Linked DNA regions of Mus musculus: region 2 is linked to region 1. A link is a contact called in public HiChIP or PLAC-seq data. All regions are on one chromosome and are shown on one strand. Each heading gives the region's core, a stretch centred on a gene start, on an enhancer-like site or on the middle of the called end of the contact. The rest is flanking DNA. Distances are from core to core; before and after follow the strand shown. Region 1 has its middle 21 kb from the start of Gm39350. Region 2 overlaps Gm34974 (a long non-coding RNA gene).

Region 1 (4,366 bases), core at 1,404-3,903:
AGCTGCTTCTCAGAGCATCAAAGAAGGAGTTGGGTTTCCAGACTGGAAACAGCAGGAGCCTGTAGGGCGCTGGGTGGAGCTGGGATGGGGGACAGATTGGAGATAGGCACATTAGGAGGCCATGTTCTTACTGAGACAGGATCTAGATGCTCTTAGGAAACAAGGGTGGGGCTTATGGTTTGTCAAGAGCTGCTAATGTAGCAAATTTGGCCTCTCCTCTGAATGAGGAGTGATTCTCTGACTGTTGGCATGTAGACTCCTAACTGGCTCAAAAATGATCATTTTAGAAAAGGCAACTTCCACTAGTATCCAGATTCTGCCCTCAGAGCCACTGAAAGGCCACCAGGCAGGGCCACGTGGTGGTAGTCCTTCCTTGGAGCCTCTCCGGCCTCACTCAGGAGTATCTCAGTTTTCCTTAATAAATCATGGCCACTTTGCTTACTCTCTGCCCATGAGTCCTTCCTTATGCTCCATGGGTGTGAGACAGTGAAACAAGAAGCCATTGAATTAGGGTAGGTAGGGTGCTCCTGACCATGTAGCTGCCCCCAGTTATAGTCACTAATAGCTAAGAAAGACTCCCTAGTTCTCAAAACTCCATAGTTTGCTCTAGGTGTGCTAGGAACATGGGCTCCAGCTGCCTGGCGTCTGAAAAACAATAGCCAGTGACAGCCACTGCCTAGAGACCAACCTTGGGGTCCTTCTTACCCTGAGCATCCCTCCTTCTGTCAACAGACAGAAGAGACTCACCACAGCTGAGCAAACACGGCTTAAGCTAAGGACGGACATGGACACCCCCCTCCAACCTGATACCATCAGGCCACCAGAGCTATAGGATGGCTAGAGAGCATCAGGGAGGAGCCAGGACACAAATGTCTATGCCAAAATCTGTCCCCTAGTGATTGTAAATTGGTGAAGTTGTTTCACATTCTGGCCTTGTGTTTCTCTTTATTTGATAATTAAAAGAAAAAAATTGATGCAAGGCAAACCAGAAAAGGCAGATTGAAAGTTTCAGTCCAGGAATAAAAGGTTGGGCGCATCGCCTGCAAGGCCCTTCAAAATAAGCATCAACAATATCCCTGACACACTCACCTCCACCCACGTCTCGCACTCTTATCTGATTGTCTCAACAACCAGAAGCTTCTGTTTAAGATTTGAATTAGATTCTCCCTGGGTACTGAGGACCTGAGGAACAGACAGGTGAACTCAGAACCAGGTCGAACTCAACTTAGGGGCGTGTCCTAGCTAGCGTTAACTGTTCATTCAATTTAGCTGAGAATAACCTGAGAATGGAGTAACAGGTTAGAGGTAGCCTCATCAAAGTGGCCTGTGTGTATGCATTGTCTTGGCTGTTAGGTATTTATATGCATGGGTGTGGTGTGGTGTGGTGTGTGTGTGTGTGTGTGTGTGTGTGTGTGTGTGTGTGTGTGTGTGTATTTCAACACTGTGGGCGGTGCCATTCCCTAGGCAGGTGGTCCTGGGCTGTCTAAGAAGGCTAGCTATGAATGAGAAGGCAACACTTCTCCATGGTTTCTGCTATACTCCTTCAGCTCTAAGTTCTCAAGTCCTGCCCTCAGGTTCCTACCTTGAGTTTCCTCCATGATGGAATGCAACCTGTAAGCTGAAAGAAACCTTCCCCTCCTCTGAGTTTCTTTTGATCCAAGTCATAGTAACAAAAAGGGAACTACAGCAGGAGAAATGGTTAGGGGAAGCTTCACGAAGATGTCTGACCCAGGCGGTACTGACTGGAACCGACTCTTTTCCTATCCTGTTCTACTGACAACCTGCTCTTCCCAGGCTCAGAATAGAGACTTACCAAAGGTTCTTCCATGTGTTTGCCTTGCAGAGAGCTTAAGGTAAATGAGGCATCTCTGGTGGATGAACGAAGACCTGCCTCCCCCCCCCCCCCCCACTCTCCCATGTCAGCAGCATGATGACCAAAATCTCTTGCTAGGAGTCAGAATTCTGAATCTGCCATACCTTGCCATACCTGGAAGAGATCTGTGGAAGTCTCTGGGCCCGGGAGACACCCGTCTTAGTAAGAAATGAAAACCAGCCTTCCTAGCCTGTGAGAGGAAACTCTGATAGTGTTATGGGACACGGGTAGGTCACATCCCAAGTCCTTAATGGAAGGCTGAGATTCAAGACTCCTCCTTCAGACTTGGCCTTGGCATCTCCACGCCTGCCTCTTACCGTGCAATCCTTCGCAGCCCTCCCTCCCGCCTCCTTCATTTCCTGGCTCCTACCACATTCTTCAACACCCCTTTAAAAATTAAGGGTGCAGCAGGGGCGGGGGCAGCCTTGGAAACAGATAAGAGGTAATTGCCTGCCTTTGACTCCTCTTGATGCGAAAATAGGACGGGAATGACTCAGTCTGGTTGAAAGGTTAGTTGAAGGTTATTACAGGAAAATTGTTATTCATACATTTTTCCCCCTGTGCGGTGGATAGCCTAAAAGATTAAATTCACAGAGTGCGTAATGACCCATCAGGGCGGACAATGGTAGGGGCGTCCCGGGGGAGGGGAGATAACGTAGCACAGAGACTTCTCTGAATAATTCATGCTCCAGTGCCCGGCACCAGCAGATTACAGGAGGGTTTTCATTAGAGAGGAGACGAGAGAACAGAATGTGCTTTCAGAGCAGCGCCTGTTTCTCTGCACCGTGGGCAGCTCTGGCCCGGTTTGCTGTGGCTTCAATCAACGCCTATTCCTCATCTTGGCAGCCCTGGGAGGGTGGCAAATGGGATAAGAGGGCATCATTGTTCCTTATAAGGCAGGGGAGTGATGGCCCGTGCTCCTCCTGAGCCCTGATGCTCAAAAGGGTCTAGATGAAGAAGCTGAGGACAGGTTTACCCACGGGGCGTTGGATGCATAGGAAAAAATGCACACAACCGTGAGGACAAGAGTATGGGAAAGGGATGCCAGGGTGTTCCGCGGATGTCCTCTCCTGTCCCCAGTGCCTTTCTTGCCCTCTCCCGAGGCTACCAGGTGATCCCACCTGTCATTTCCACCCCCAGTTGTCAGTACGAGAAGCTCTGGCTGGCAGATGCTCAAAAGCCTCTTGATATAAACAGGGCTCCAAAGGCAGAGGCCCCAGCCCCCAACTCCTGCACCATCTCTGCTGGTAGAAAGATGGAGATCCAGGCCTAGGCCACCCAAGAATTCAAACTCTGATTCCATGACCTTGGCCTTTGGTATCTCTGTCTCTTTTCCCTGTGGAATAGACAGGGTAGTTCTCACAAACTGCACAGAGGACTAAGTTCATGGAGAAAGTATGGGGACAGGACTGAGCTTGGCTCCATGCCTGTTCCCAGACAGTCACCAGGTGAGACAATTTGCCCTCTCCTGGGTCTGTCTCCACAGAACTCGCAATGCCAGGCTAAGGCAGTCACAGCTAGGAGTTGTATGTCTTCTTCCTCTGGAGTGCAGAGTGGTCAAACAGAGGTCAGTGGAGTTGAGGGAAACCTCTGAAGATGGTTGCTTGGGACTTGGGGAAGGCACAGGCCACTTAAATCAAAGTGAACCGGGGTCCTTTATACGCCCTAGGCTGGGAACTCTTGGCCAGTGCTCATGTCAGGCAATGATTCAACAGGACAAGACCTGAACTGCTGTTTCTCAGGCAAGGCTGTGTAGACCTGGGGATATGGGACTAACCCAAGCTCACACAGTTGACAAGCCATTGAGGGTCACTTCCAAGCCTCCTGACTCTCTACCTCCAAGATTTTCATTTCTGCTGGGTCCCACAGCCTCAACTCTGCCAAAAAGTTATGAGATTCTGGCCTTGTTTCTCTTAAGGGATGGACTAGATGGTCCCTTCTGATTATGTAGGAGTTTGGTATTTGCCATCTGCTTATTGTCCCAGGTGGCAGTTGTCTCTAGGTATGTCTGTATATCACATGTCATTATCCCATATGATACTCAAGGTAAAACAGTTGTACCCCTAGACCCCTGTTAAATCCAAAGTCAAGAAATTCATTTAACCCCTTGAGACCTGAGGATCTGCACCTAGGCTGGCTTTCTCTCAACCTGCTCCATTCTCCTGTCATAGCTCTGGATGAACAACTTCTGCGTAAGCCCCTGTGCTGTCTCATCAAGAGGCCTAGGCAGTCACAGTTCCCGTGACTCATTCACTGGACCAGGAAGATAAGAGGACCCAAGTCTTTGTCACAGAAGCTGACTGACAACTTACAGACTCCATGGTGCTCACCACCAAACATGCTTTGACAGCCAGATGTCCCAAGCCATGTGGCAGCTCCTTCCAAAAGGCTGACATTGGGATAGAGTAAGCAAATACCACAGGTGCCAGGGTCCCAAAAAACTGATGTAACCTGTCATGGGGTTCGCAGAGGCCATCAGAGGACAGTGAGGGA
Region 2 (3,970 bases), core at 476-2,975, 290 kb before region 1:
GAAGGTGCATATCTGATTCAGGACGCCTGGCCAAGGTCCCAGGAGTCTTCATTTCAGTGAGCTTTCTGGGCCATAAATCTGCAACTAGAGAGTCTCTTGGGAAATGAGGTGCCAGTTGGGTGCCACCTCTATCCTCTGAATCCATTGTATTTGTCAGGGTTCTCTAGAGTCACAGAACTTATGGGTAGTTTCTATATAGTAAGGGGATTTGTTGATGACTTACAGTCTGTAGTCCAACTCCCCAACAATGGTCAGCAGCAGCTGTTAATGGAAGTCCAAGGATCTAGCAGTTGCTTAGTCCCACAGGCAAACAGGCAAAGAAGAGAGAGTCTTTTTATGTAGGTCTCCAGCAGAAGGTGTGACCCGGATTAAAGGTGTGTATGACCACGCCTGGATCTGGGACTTGCTTTGTCCTAGATGACCTTGAACTCTGGGATCTCCTTGCCTTAGTCTCCTGGGATTCATAGCCACTATGCCTCAAGATCTCCATGCCAAGATCCAGGTCAGAAACTTGTATCTCCCAGCCTCAAGATGAGGATCACAGATGAGCCTTCCAATTCTGGATTGTAGTTCATTCCAGATATAGTCAAGTTGACAACCAGGAATAGCCACTACATCCATCTACCCACACCCTTTTAGAGTGACCACTGCCCTGGTTTGCCTGGCACTGTCTTGGTTTTCAAACTGTAAGTCCCACCTCCCAGAAATTCCCTTAGCCTTGGATAAGCCAGAACCATTGGCTATCTTCTCTCCTTCCCTCTGCCCAGCATCTCCTTCCTCCCCAGGCCTTTCCTCCCCATACCTGCCTCCTGTTCACTAATCACTCGCTAGTGGGTTGCTTTTTTCCCTGAGACAGGCTCTTCCTATGAATTCGGGATCTTCCTGCCTCTACCTCTGAAGAGTTAGAGTCACAGATGTATGCCGCCATGCTTACGTCCTTAACACTGCTCGATTTCACATTTACTTACTTATTTATTTACTCATTTATGGGGGGACTGTCAAGAGTAAAACACAGTTTCTACGAGGAGGTCCGAGGACAGTTTGGGGGAGTTGGTTCTCTCCTTCTATTATGTGAGTCCTATCTTTAACATCAATCATCTTTATCCACTGAACCATCTCACAGGTCCCTCCTTTGACTTTATTGGGCTCCCCAAGAACTTGAGTCTGAGCTGGTATGTGTGTATCGGGGTCACGTGGGAGTACTTCAGGACTTCTGATAAACTGGAACTTTCCTCTCCTAAGGAGTGTCTGTGATCCCCCGTGCAACCTCGGTGGTTGCAATAGCACCAGGCAGCTAGTAGCCTCCTGCTTCTTAGCCCTTTGTGTGCATTAGGAAAAACTTCAGCTGCAAAGTTGGATTACAGAGGTCTGGGGTGGGCCTGAAAGTCCGTGCTCTGAAAGCTTCCGGATGAAATTCTGGGGTTTGGGGGGGCAGAGTGAGAGCTTCTTTGTAGAGAGAGAAGAGCAGGTGGGAACACCCTGGGCTCTGAGAAGGGTATTCCGCTCTGGGGTGATTGTGTGGACAGCCAGCTGGCCCATCAGACTGATTGACTCCAAGATGACAGTGGCCCAGATCACACTTACTTACCCTGTTCTGTGGCTTGCAGAAAGTCCCCCCCCCCCCACTTTGATACACTGTCTCTACAGCTGGCTCCAATGAGCAAAGGATTTCTCTCCAGAGCTGGGCTCTGTTTGTCTTTGCACCTGCTCCAGCAGCTGTTGCCCACGCTCCGTTAATGGCACAAACGAAGTCTCTAATGGTGGGGCGTAAGTCTTGGTTGGCAGTGGGGCTGGGGATGTGGGATGTGCAGACAGATGGGAACTCCGCCAACTGCTGGGATCCAGGCTGCACTGCCAGCCAGACTGCCAGCCAGCCAGCCAGTGGGTCAGCTGGCGGGATAACCAACTTGGAAGTGTTCACCCTCCCAGGCATCTTTGGAACACTCACAAGATGTGTATATGGGTTCAGCCTCTGGAACGCCCGTCTTGGATGACACAGGAAGACCTGGACATACCAAGGACTTCAAGAATGAGACAGGGTGGGGAAGGCGGTAGGCAAAGTGCTTAGTGCACAAGCGTGAGACCTAAGCTCCAATCTTCAGTATCCACATAGAAGGCAGGTGTGGTGGCATCTCTGTAGTCTCAGGGCTGGGGAGAGACAGGAAAATCAGTGGCCAGCCAGTGTAGCCCAAATGGGGAGCTCCAGGTTTGATGAGAGACCCTGTCTCAAAAAAACTAAGGTGGAGAATAATAGAAGACACAGATGTTGACCTCTGGCCTCTATGTGGCCTCTCTCTCTCTCTCTCTCTCTCACACACACACACACACACACACACACACACACATCAGTAGGACTTTTGGTGGACTGGAACTATTTCTTCCTCTCACAAAGATTCTGATTGGCTTACACAGTGTCTTTAATTTGAGACAGTTGCTCTGACACCAAACATTGTACTTATTCATTCGGGAGTTGTGAGGTAGGTGGGCATAGTGGCTTACACCTTTGACTCCAGCACATAGGAGGCAGAGACAGGCAGATCTCTGTGAGTTTGGGATGAGTCTGGTCTATAATGAGTTTTAGGCCAGCCAGAGTTGCACAGTGAGACCTTGTCTTGAAAGCAAAACAAAACTGTGTGTGCACAGACTGCAGGATCCGCCTTTGATAAGAATTCTTGAGGACTGTCAGGGCTCCCACTTACCAGAGCTTCTGATGTTTAGAATTTCTAGTTTTTAAAGATAAACAATATGTCCTAACCCACCAAGATTACCATTGCTGAGCTGATATCAGCGGTTGGCAGATGCACTGAGCCCTTTTTTAGGTTAGGAATGTCATTTGACTGTGTCCCATGACATGGTTGTGTTTGTCACCGATGGAGCCATTGGGTATCACTTGGTTCTTGTGTTCACCGTTCTCTGATTTCTCTTGTCAGGAGAGCTTCATTTGGACCCACTCTCAGGCATTGTGACTTCATCCCTTGTGCAGAGCTGTGAGGTAGAATTCAGACCCAGCTAATCAGAGATTCCCCTGGCCAAGGTGGTTGATTCTGGATGGTCATATGACCCAAAGAGAGTAAGTCACGTCTTGGAATGAGATCGCTCCCTCTCTGAAGGATGGGAAGCTGAGGAGGAACTGAACGGATGATGGAACGGATACTACAAAAGACAAAACTGTCTGCCTATTGGCTGCTCAATCTACGAGGCTGCATGTCCCAGCACTCATCTGGCCTGGACTGCCTGGGGGATTCCTGGAGAGCCACTGGTCTTCAGACCATATCAGAAGACCCAATAAGCTGGGTTCTGACATCAGCAATAGGTGGCTTCAGGGAGGATGTCGAGGTAGATGTGCTCATCAACAGGAAGCAAGGCAGGCAAATGAGCATCATTGCTCTCCCCTCAACATCAGCCTCATATCTGGGCGCCACCCACTCTAGGAGTGTCTTTTCTCTCCTCTGTCAATCCTTCTCAGAAATGCTCTCATAGACTTATCTGCTCAAAGACCTTAGTTGATTTCCTGATCCTACCAAGCTAGCTATTGCAGAGGGTGTAAGACCAGAAGTGACCACTAGAGGACACTGTGTCTAAGAGGTTTGCTGGGCGGTTCCCACCCAAAGTGGGCAGGAGCTGGAGTTAGAAACCAGGCTTGCTCAGGCATACAACATTTTTTTTTTATTTCAGTGAGTTTGAGCTGTTTGTGTGCTGCTATGTGCAACTTGAAGTGTCATAGTTGACATAAGAGCAAGTGTCCTTCATATTCCTGCTTGAAACTCAAGAGGGCTTGATCTGTGAAGGAGGTGGTAGCAATTTCAACCAGAGGGCTTTGTAGATCTGCTATTAGATGGCTGAATGCTGGTGGGTTTTCCTGGGGAGATGGTCTATTGCAGAAGATCTGGAGAGGAAAGGGATGGGTATCAGTCTGTGCCATACAGATCTGGATCTGGAGAGAGACAGAGACAGAGACAGACAGAGAGAG

What was found. HiChIP or PLAC-seq counts read pairs in DNA pulled down with a chosen protein or histone mark.
Region 2: an H3K4me3 HiChIP or PLAC-seq map of embryonic basal ganglia shows a contact between it and region 1, with 2.9 times the contacts expected there. The contact joins two enhancer-like sites. A contact is called at or near these places in 2 of 15 datasets of contacts at CTCF or cohesin (large pre-B cells and stem cell-derived epiblast-like cells), 1 of 484 Hi-C or Micro-C datasets (bone marrow-derived macrophages) and 1 of 115 datasets of contacts at active chromatin or transcription factors (embryonic basal ganglia).

Annotation. Positions count from the first base shown.
Region 1 is chr9:61,572,063-61,576,428 of GRCm38.p6, reverse strand. No RefSeq gene overlaps it. Among named protein-coding and RNA genes, the nearest start is that of Gm39350, 21 kb to the left of the region's middle. Within about 2 kb of position 2,653, at least 65 of the 459 cell types and tissues checked have an H3K27ac peak or open chromatin away from gene starts, as enhancers often do. A contact at or near this core is called in embryonic basal ganglia, where this site is marked.
Region 2 is chr9:61,859,991-61,863,960 of GRCm38.p6, reverse strand. Gm34974 (a long non-coding RNA gene) reads left to right here. Exons shown (of 6, transcript XR_001779199.2): 6 at 2,931-3,784. Among named protein-coding and RNA genes, the nearest start is that of Gm34974, 37 kb to the left of the region's middle. Within about 2 kb of position 1,725, at least 19 of the 459 cell types and tissues checked have an H3K27ac peak or open chromatin away from gene starts, as enhancers often do. A contact at or near this core is called in embryonic basal ganglia, where this site is marked.